Linked DNA regions of Anser cygnoides: region 2 is linked to region 1. Evidence: chromatin contacts called from public Hi-C data. All regions are on one chromosome and are shown on one strand. Each heading gives the region's core, a stretch centred on a gene start, on an enhancer-like site or on the middle of the called end of the contact. The rest is flanking DNA. Distances are from core to core; before and after follow the strand shown. Region 1 holds the start of FAM210A (family with sequence similarity 210 member A). Region 2 has its middle 45 kb from the start of LDLRAD4.

What was found. A called contact is a pair of places that touch in the nucleus more often than the background predicts.
Region 2: a contact with region 1 is called in a Hi-C map of liver, with 1.7 times the contacts expected there. The contact joins the enhancer-like site here to the promoter of FAM210A in region 1. A contact is called at or near these places in 2 of 7 Hi-C or Micro-C datasets (granulosa cells and liver).

What each region holds. Positions count from the first base shown.
Region 1 is chr2:107,239,782-107,244,758 of Taihu_goose_T2T_genome, reverse strand. It overlaps FAM210A (family with sequence similarity 210 member A), which reads right to left and starts at 2,621. Exons shown (of 5, transcript XM_048077108.2): 1 at 2,602-2,621. It overlaps RNMT (RNA guanine-7 methyltransferase), which reads left to right and starts at 2,667. Exons shown (of 11, transcript XM_048077104.2): 1 at 2,667-2,799; 2 at 3,089-3,299; 3 at 4,975-4,977. The coding sequence starts at 3,138.
Region 2 is chr2:107,563,223-107,568,199 of Taihu_goose_T2T_genome, reverse strand. No RefSeq gene overlaps it. Among named protein-coding and RNA genes, the nearest start is that of LDLRAD4, 45 kb to the right of the region's middle. Within about 2 kb of position 2,984, at least 1 of the 3 cell types and tissues checked has open chromatin away from gene starts, as enhancers often do. A contact at or near this core is called in liver, where this site is marked.

The sequences.
Region 1 (4,977 bases), core at 1,372-3,871:
GAAAAAAGGTTGGAGGACTGACAAAATCAGATGCACCAACTCTGATTTACTAAGACCTCATTAAACCACAATTCTCCTGACAGTTTGAAGCAATATATTTGCCTTAGTAAGAACAAAGCTTGTTGCACTCAATGTACAGGTATCATCAAGATCAGCACAATTTGGGAAGGTACCATTGCAGCATAGCATAAGGATTTTAACTTGGTATTCTGATAGGTAACGACTTGGTTCAAGCACTTTAGATCAAGGATTGACCTCATTCATGGCCAGGGATTCCTAAAAGGCTACAGAGTACCTCTGGTAGATTCCTTGACTTGACTCGGATGGTATAGCGTGGCAACATTAAAAAACAATAAAAAAGGAATACTGCTCAGGTTACAACAGTTTTCTTTTTCATTTTAAAATTTTAGATCGTGATAGCTTACCCCCCAAAAAACAAGATTTTTCTTCTATGTCCCTGTCCTTAGAGTAATAAAACTTTGTTAAGAACAGGAAGTTATATTTCAGTTAAAAATCATTAAAACTACATTTACGATTGTATTTTTAAAATAAAACTCCATTTAAATGACCCTTAACTATTTTCTTAAAGGGTCAGATCACTCTTTCACACCACTTTCTCACTTGCACCAACCTTTCCAAGAACCTTCCTAAGAAGACACAGGGTGGTTCAGTGGAAGGACTGGTTTCACTGTGCCGGAAAATACCGAATGTAAGCCTTATTTCTGAAATTTCACCAACAAAAACTGCCACACCCTACCAAGTTCTTAAGCATTCCTCCTGTCCCTGAAGATTTCAATCATATGTTAGGCCCAAACCTCAGTTATTTCAGTAGTTTTATTCCATTTTTACTCCTGAAATCTTGCTGATGTTGAATTTACTTCAGTGCCTAATTTTCAAAGTATGTTCAGCTTCAACAATCTGGGTTTATAGCGTATCAGCGCCAACAATAACTATGTTGGATCTTATTCCCAAGCTGCAAAACTGATTACAAGGAATGTTATGGATTCAACTACCAGTTTTACAGTCATTTTTAAAATCAGTACTTTCTGCTTTTGCCATTGTGTTAGTTGTGTCCTTATCTTTAAAGCCAATATTGAAGTCAAAACTCCATAGAGGTCCAAAAAACCTGTTGAGATGCAAGCTAAGGCCTGTTATCTCAGATAAGGGGACAGCAGTAACTCCCTGCCTTACAAAAACAGACCGATTCAGTTCCTTAGTGATGTCTATAAGCATACATGCAGAGCTGGAGTGGCTTGTCTGGAGATCACCTACAACAGCAGAATTACATGGATCCTTCTAAATACAAAAATCAGATAAAATCTTTTCTTATCAGCTGCTACAGTCTGTGAAGTAGACGTGTAGAAAGTCACGCTAAACAAATCTTTTTTATCTTACATTCCTTACATGCTCAGAGTCTGAATTTGCCTACTCGTTTTTGCCATGTGCAGGCCATCTGATATCCACCTACCCAAACCATCCAATGATTTTTTTTCTCCCTGATGGCAACGCTTCTCAAGCAGCGAGTGCAATTCCACAACGCTGCCGCAGAGGCCACTCACACCCCTTTTACCTCAAGCAGCCTTTGAACAGTAAAAGGAGATAAACACCTGCTGTCAGCACCACAGGAGATGGATGGTGGGGACACATTATCCTCTGTGCATACATTTCCCACACAGAAGCAGCTGCAAGTCAAATAACCTAGTGCACAGGCGGCAACTCAGATTCCAAATTTGGAACTTGCTCCCCATCTCTCCCTCAAGCAGCATAACTTTGGCAAATCGTTAAGTTTATACTTGTAACAGTAGAAGCCTCTTGGGGTTTAGATAAGCTGAGGAGCAGTAAGTTGCAGTCTGCTTAAGAATTAGGTTTGGTGCAGGCTTCTGGGGCACTTTGTGTGCTGCTGTCCAAACTCGTGCTTCCTCCCTTGGGCCAGCTTGCAGAAAGTATTTTGGAAGTGGACATAAATGAGGTGAAACGTGTAGGCTGCATTATCTGACACACATCTATACTTGATTTGAAATTAAAAGCAGTCTCTCCTGATGTAACAGCGTTGTCAGAGTCCTCTGACTTGGACAGCTCTCATGGTTAATTACCAGAAGCAGATTACCAACAAGAACCAGAACTCCAAGCAGGGTTACCAAAACCGTCCTGCCTTGTTCAGCTAGCCAGTGCCTCCTGGGGATCCCGAGGCCCCCACAGCAAGCCCCCAAAAAAACGCGTAAGGAGAAAAGGCTGAAGCCTCGAGATCGTAAACACGGCTCTGCCCGCGAGCAGCTACCCGGAGGGCGGCAGGGGGCCCCACGATGGCACCCGCGGGACGTGCCGCTTCCCCCCGCCCCCAGCGGCCGGGCCCTACCTCCCTCCCTGCCCGTACCCCGCGAGGCGCCCGCACCCGGGGGCAGCCCACCCGCCCCGGCCGCACCGAGCGGGTACCTCACGGCCGAGCCGCCGCCGCTCTTCCTCCACCTCAGGCCCGGCCCCGTCGCCGCTCCGGGCGGCGGCTGACCAACGGCCACCAACGGCCCCAGCCGCACGCGCCGTTCCCCGCCCCCCCCCGCGCGCGTCAGGGCAACGTGCAGCACCGCCCGTCCCCACCATCACCTTGAGGGCAGGCGGCGGGGCCACTGCGCAGGCGCGGCGGCCCCCCTCCGCGCGAAGCCTGCTGGGAGTCGTAGTCCTGTTCCCCTCCCACGCAGCACGCATGCGCAGTGCCGCTGGAAAGCCCTCCCCGTTCCCCGGACGTGACGCCACGGCGGAGGGGGCCTCTTCCGCAAACGGGATGGCGGAGCGCCCGGCGGGGTGAGCGCCGCGCCGCCTCCCCCCTCCTCGCCCGCGGCAGCACGGCGGCGGGCGGGGGGGGGAGCGGGGCAACGGCACAGGCAGGCGGCGGGGGGGGGGGCGGGGGAGAGCCAGGGGAGGCGGCGGGCAGCTGGGGGGCGGGGCCACGACGGAGCGGGCGGGGCCTCTGGGCTTGGGGGCGGGGGGGGCCTCGCCGTGGCGCCGTTGGTGCCGTTGCCCCCGGGCGCTGCCCCGTAAAATGGCGGCCGCCGCGCGCCAACGGCTGCGGGGGGTCTCTCGTTCCCCGCAGCTCCCTGGCGTGAGCGGCCGGCCGTGAGGGCTCTACCCCCGCGTGAGGGATGGCCGACCCCGCCGCGGCGGAGGGAAAGGACGGGGAGCAGCCCCGTGGCGATGCGGAGGGCGGCAGCTCCGGCACAGCGCGCCCCGCCGGCAGCGAGCAGCAGGAGGGCGGAACGAAAAGGAAGCTGGAGGAGCAGGAGGGGGAGCCTCCGAAGAAATCAGTGAGTACCGTAAGAGCAGCAGAAAATATTCCTCCTTTTACCTGGGAGGGTGACAAGGCAAAGTGATGTTTTATAAGACACTGCCCCTTATCATATATGCGCTTATAGAAACTGATGCTGTAGTTCTGATCCAGTCTACTTTTGACCTTTTGCAATACTTATGTATAATTTGAAAATGTTTTTGACCTAATGCTTTGTTTCTGTGTTCGTATCTGAATGGTAATCTAAGCAGTCTGGAAAAATTAATACCCTTTGTCGTGGCAGAAACACTACTAACCCTTTTGTCCTTTTGCTAAAGTAATTTTGGGATCAGGCTTAGAAGGGCAAGGAATATGCTGTTATTGCATAGCCTAAGGGTATGAAGAGGTTAGACTCTTTCAGATTAGACTGAAAGCAGCTGCCAGCAATCTAGATGCTACTGCTGATGGCTGTTACTAACAGTGGTTGCAGCAGCTGGGGTGCCTTAATGGATTGTGTGAATGTGTTTCCCTCACTTGTCAAAGTCAGCCTTTCTAGTTTAAGTCACCTTCAGTGGCTGTCAGGGGACCATCTGTGCTTACCGTGAAAAAGACTAGAAAGGGTCAAAATATTTGTTAGTCTCAGTGAGCTGAGTGCGGTAATAAAGAGGTGATGGGGTTATAAGTATTCCAGACAAGTAAGGCTGTGTACGTGCTCAAGGTTACCAAAATTATATGAAACGTTGAAGAACAAATGTACCATATTAAAGTCAGTCAGACCTTTTCTCCTGAGCGACTGGTATTTCAATGATAAGGTGTTTGGGCATTGACTTTTTTTAGTGGATTACTATTGGGATTGCTTTTAATTGCAATGTAAATTCACAGTGGCTGGAATTTTGTGGCATGTTTGTGGGTTCTGACTGAGAATTCTTCAGTCTCGTTTGTACTGTTAGACAGTTTTGTCTTGCAGAATTTGTGTTCTGTTACTTTGTATTTTATTTATAATTTTTTTTACATGTTATGTATATAAATGGAGATTGTTTTCAAGGTTAAGAAATGTTAGGAGCATAATATCTAGTTACAGAGTACTTTTCAGTATCGTATCGGGCTTCCTATTTTGGACTAATTATATTTAAGGCTAAAACAGGCATTTCTATGGACTGCTGACAAATATGAAATGGGATACTGTCATCAAGTCATTATTCTCTTTCCCTTACCCTGGTTTGTTCAAAGCTCTGGTAGTTACCACTGACAGCTTTGCGCAAAATCAGCTAGTCAGCATTTTGGTTAAATTGGCAGTTCATACACTTCTGTTAACAGCAAACACTGAATTTCTGAACCAGGATTTTCTAAGAACCTTAAACGTGAAATAATGCTCAGAGAGAAGGAACATCTTCCTTTTCAGCCCCTGATTTAAAGGGGATGAAACTGATTCTTTGAGAAAATGTAAGCAAAGATGCTGGATGTCATCCATCAGAAGTTATGTGGGCCAACTGAAAACGGAATTAAATTTTTGAGGCAGTTGACTCTCCAGTGATAGAAGTACTGATGTCAGTTTCAGGCCAGATATATATACAAAAACATTTCCCCATAATGATCGTGACCAGTGTAGCTTGTTTCCTTTCTTAAATCTCTTAAGTGGATACGTCTCTTGATTAAATGAGAAAATAATACAAAGAATTTGCTGCTTTAGACTATTCCTTCCCTCGTTTCTACAGAGT
Region 2 (4,977 bases), core at 1,735-4,234, 320 kb before region 1:
CTCAGATAGGAACAAGAGTACCAGGAGTACCGAGTGTTACCTTTGTCTCTTTTTCCTGGCATAGATCAATACACACATAGCACTTTCTGACCATGTGTATGAGTATGCCTTTTTTTTTTCTTACTGTCTTCCTTCTACATAGCCAAAATATTGCAGATTGCTGCTATTATACTTTTCTATGACCTTCGAAGTGCGTAAATCTTTGAGTTAAAATTATCTTGTAGTTTGGTTAATCTCTGAAGATGGTGTGTATGGCCTGAAACTTTGAATATAAGAACTTAATTTTAAACTTAATTAAAACTTAAAAATTTAAATGTTTTGAGAAAAATATATTGACATGTTGATTTCTGTGAGAAATCAGAAAAAGAAAACTTGAAAATATGAGGAGAAATATCAACACTGTGCGTATTTGTTAGCTGTAGGGAATTATACCAGTGAAAATAAAACCAACAAAAGAGCACGTCCAGTCTCTAGTACATGGGGCTTTATATCTACAACTGTGATCATGTCCACTACAGAACTTGTAATAGATTGCACCAGTTCGTAAGGGACCATGTATGGCAGAGGTGCTCTCAGGGAAAACTCACTGTGTTGTTATCAGAATAAAGGATTAGTTTTCTGTGTGAAAGTAAACCAAAACAGTCCGCTTAATCTACTCTTCCACATCTTTCCTTTCTAGAGGCAATTTTTTCCACTCTACAGGTAATGCATAGAGATGGTTTGTTACTTGATGGGTGATCTTGCTGTGCTTTGCAAAGTTTTCCATGGGCTGTGGATATTACTTTGCACACGACAAGAATCTCCGCCTGAAGTGAGCAACTTCTTGTTTTCCTCGAGAAGTCATTGAAGGGAACGGAGCCGGAGCATGTCAAACTCGTTTGTTACGAAGCACACACAGATTACTGGGACACGCTGGGAAACGCAGCGCTTGATTCCTGATTGCAAACCACAGTTTGCAGACTGGAAATCGGGGTTCTCCCAGTTTGCCAGTAAAATGCAGGTGGGAGTCAACTCTGGTGATTATTAAGCCTGTGAGCTTTGGATGATTTTTGCAACATTCAGGACAAGCAGCCCCCGGACATATCACCCTGATTATTGGAAGCTGTTCTTTCCTGTATTGTTTGGTACTTCTTTGGCTCCCCGCTGATTAATCCAACATATGGTTGCTAAAATTATCTCTCACTGCTGTTTCTCTCCTTTGGCATTGATCCCTTGCTTCCCCATTTTCTGTCTCACCTGGTGACCCCAGCTCAAGCTGAGGGCCTTGGCCCTTGTGATCTTCACAGCGTGGCCTCCTTGGCCCTGGGTTGCCGGAGCAGCGTCCTGATGGCTTCCCGTCTCCTGCCGGCAGACTTGCACCTTCCCTTCAGCTTGACACTGGACAGAGGTGAGGCCAGAAAGGAAACCACCTCAACTTCAGAAGCACATTTGAGTTCAACAGGCACATGCTTAAAGTAAGAGAGCTCATGGTGTTATCCACTCCCTGCTACTTCTCCTGTTCCTTCCTGGCTCACACGTACGGTAAGGAAGGGAAAATATTCAGAGCCCCTCGTGGATGGGAATGTGGACTGAGACTGACGATGTGAATTTGTGGAAAGAGGGATTCTTTTCCCCGTGGTAATGGTGTGCGTCAATATTTTGGTGTTTAAACTTACAGCTTGTGGCTGTTGCACTTGTTGCCACCCGGCTTGGGCACAGCCGAGGGTCAGGTTGCCGAGGGGTGTCACAGCCCTGTGTCCCACGGGGGGGTCACGGAGATACGAGGAGCGGGATGGTGGCAGGAGGCTGGGTGGCGTTACTGCGGCTGTTACCAGCCCAAAGCTGGACAGCACCTGCGGGTGAGCGCTGCCTTCCTTCTGCGAGGCGGGGCCGAACCCTGCCTTGGGTTCGTGCCTGTGGGGCCGTGCCCGGAACGGGGTTTTCCTGTCTGGCAACATTTTTTGGAGATGTCACAAAATTTCTCATTCTGCACGGGACAAAATCGAGCCCGGAGCCAACCCCCCCCCCCCCCCCCCCCCAACACCGTGCCGTGCCAACCCTGCCTTCAGCACCGGCTGCGGAGGGAGGGGGGAGCCTCGGGCTGGCTGCTCTCACCTCACCCCAAAATTTGGGGAGGTGGGGGGAGGGATAAGGGGCGTTTTGGGGGGGCCGCAGCTCATCCCCCCGGCAGGGGGCGGTGTGGGCCGCCGAGCCGGGCTGTGCCGAGCCGGGCGGGGAGGGGAGGGGAGGGGAGGGGAGAGGAAGGGAGGGGAAGGAGCACAGCCGCCCCTCCCCCGCTTCCTCCTCCTCCTCCTCCTCCTCCTCCTCCTCCTCCTCCTCCTCCTCCTCCTCCTCCTCCTCCCTCCCTCGCGCCGGCGGCCCCGCGCCCGGCCGCCAGAGCCAGACTCGCCGCAGACAGGCGGCAGCCAGCGGGGCGGGCAGGGCGGGGGGAGGAGGAGGAGGAGGAGGAGGAGGAGGCGGCGGCGGCGGCGGCGAGGCTGGGGATGAGTTGGAGGCAGCCGCGGAGCCAGCCCCAGCGCGCCGAGGGAGGCTGCCGGGGGCGGCGGGCGCCCCGTCCGCTCGGCGGGGGCCGGGGGAGGTGAGTGCGGGGGGCACCGGGGGGGAGCGGCTGGGGGGGGGCCCGGGGTGGGGGGGGTGGCCCCCGGGGAGCTGATCGAGGCCGGATCGCCGAGATCGCTCCGGGGTTTTGGGGACCCGGGATTTTATGGTCCCGTGCTGCCCCCCCCCCCCGGCAGGGGCCGCGCTCCGGGCAGGCAACTTTGGCAGCAAGGACAAGGAGCGGGGGGGCTGCCGCCTTGGCGCACAAATGACCTATATTTGACAAAGTGACCCCCCCTCCTCCCCCCCCCCTTTTTTTTTTTTAAAGTTTATTAGCAGAAGTGTAGCCCTGCCTGCCGGGTCTGCCCGCAGCCCTCGCGTTGGATGCGTGCATCCCAAACCTCCGAGCCGGGCTCCCCGGCGTGTAGGTGGGTGGCTCTGGGGAGGGGGCGAGCGCACCGCTGTGGGTAGGCTTCGCCGGGGAATAAACAGGAAGCAGGCAAAATGCAAAAGTAACTTTTTTTTTTTTTTTTCTTCACTTGGGGGTGCATATTCTTAAATGAGTGCCCACAGCCGTAAAGGCTTTGCTGGGATCTTCCTCTCCAGAACGGTTCAGACCCTTTTGTGAGTAGCAAGTGATGGCTGTGCGAGAGAGCAGGAGGGATCTGGTGAATAATTTTATATGCCGCTAGAAATAGCGTTTGGTGTCGTAAAAGTTTTATTGATTTAAAGCATGGCTATCTTCCTGTCAGGAAGGAAAACTGAGAGGTTTATCTGTGCTTGCAAGCAGAAAAACTTTTGCATTAAACGTGTGGGGAATGGCAAGGTGCACCACGTAGCACGAAGAGTGTGCAGCGCCTTCCGTCTGAGGCTATAGCTGAGAAGGGAGAGAGTTTTCATCAGTAAGAAAGCCCGAGAGGCAATTACCGGTAGGCACAGACGAGGTAAGAACATAGATGCTGCCTAAGTACAGTAATGTACCTTTCTGGAAGGCGCCTTTGGCTTTTCATCCCTCAGCCCCTGAGTGGTGTTCGTACGGCAAGACTTGTCTTCTGCCTCCCCGCGTCGCTTCTTGGGTGAGGCTTGTAGGAAACGTGCTCCTTGCAACAACCCAGAATCGGTCAAACAACGGGTGGTGCACTGTTGAGTAGAGATGAATAACTGTGCGTGTGGTGCACACGCGTATGGTCCCCCTAATGAGAATATAAATATTAGGGCTTCGTGGCTGTGAGTACCAGGGGAAGGTTTGCTGGGAGGACAGCGCGCTGCTGGGGAGCGCTCTGACCGACCTCCCCACGTCCACGTTCACTGAATAGCGATGGTGCTCTCCCCATCCATGTCTGTGCCGGGGTGGTAGCACCAGGTATTAAGTTACTGCGATACATAAAGCGAGCAGTGTGAGGAGAACTGACATCGGAATGCGTCAAGTATGCGGTTATGTACAGAAGTAAAATTACATCTTCTTATATATTCTGCGTTTGTATCATCTTATTTAATTCTGATTCTTGGGTACGTGAAGACCATTGCTGCATACACATAAAGCACATTGGTATTCGCCGGTAAATTAAGATGCCCGTGCAGGCCTAAATGATGATGAATGCGTAACACAGAATGAGTTAACAATGTGAGACAGTATATTACAGACCATTGGTTTATGTTAATTGAAACATTACAGGCACTAGGCAGCGTTTGGCTGATGAAGCTTGAGTTCAGCCTTCGGTGGAAGCTGCAGGAGTAGAAGGAAATTGGGATTCAAGACTGAGGCATAGCAGAATTACATTTAGTGAGATGCAAATCATTGAGCAGTAGTCTAACCTAACAGTTTAGAGATAACCTGTCCCTTTGTGATTTTTAAGCAGATAAAATGCTGTTTTTTCTGCGTAGGACCATTAAGGCGAGACCTGAAAAGATGAGTTGTTGTTAGTTTTCTGCTCACTGAAGGTACCGTGTCTGTTTTATTTATTTATTTATTTATTTATTTTGAATGAGAATGAAGTTTCCCCTCTAATTTTCTTGTCCAAACTTTAGTTCTCTTTTTTACAGCTGCCCTGCAGTATTCTCTCTAGCGGCTGCTACCCTACCACCAAGAACTGGTTGCACTTGAGTGATGCTGTCTAAAATCATTGGGAGTACTTTCAGGATATGTAAATCAGAAATAAGTAAATTATTATTAAAAAAAAAAAAAAAGGAAGTGTCTGAGAGATTGTATTGAATTAAATTACTTTTGAGAGAATTGAAGTGCTAAAAAACGCATGCCTGCCCACCAACTCTTGTATTGGTGGAAATGGTTCTTGCATTTAACTTACGAGTGGCCTTGGAAAAGTTTTTTTTTTTTTTTTCTTTTCTTTTTCTTCTGTCTCTGGTTTCTAATAGTTTAAAACCGCTCCTTGCGAATGAATTGCCAGTTAGGGAATACAAATACTTCTAGGAGTATGGAGA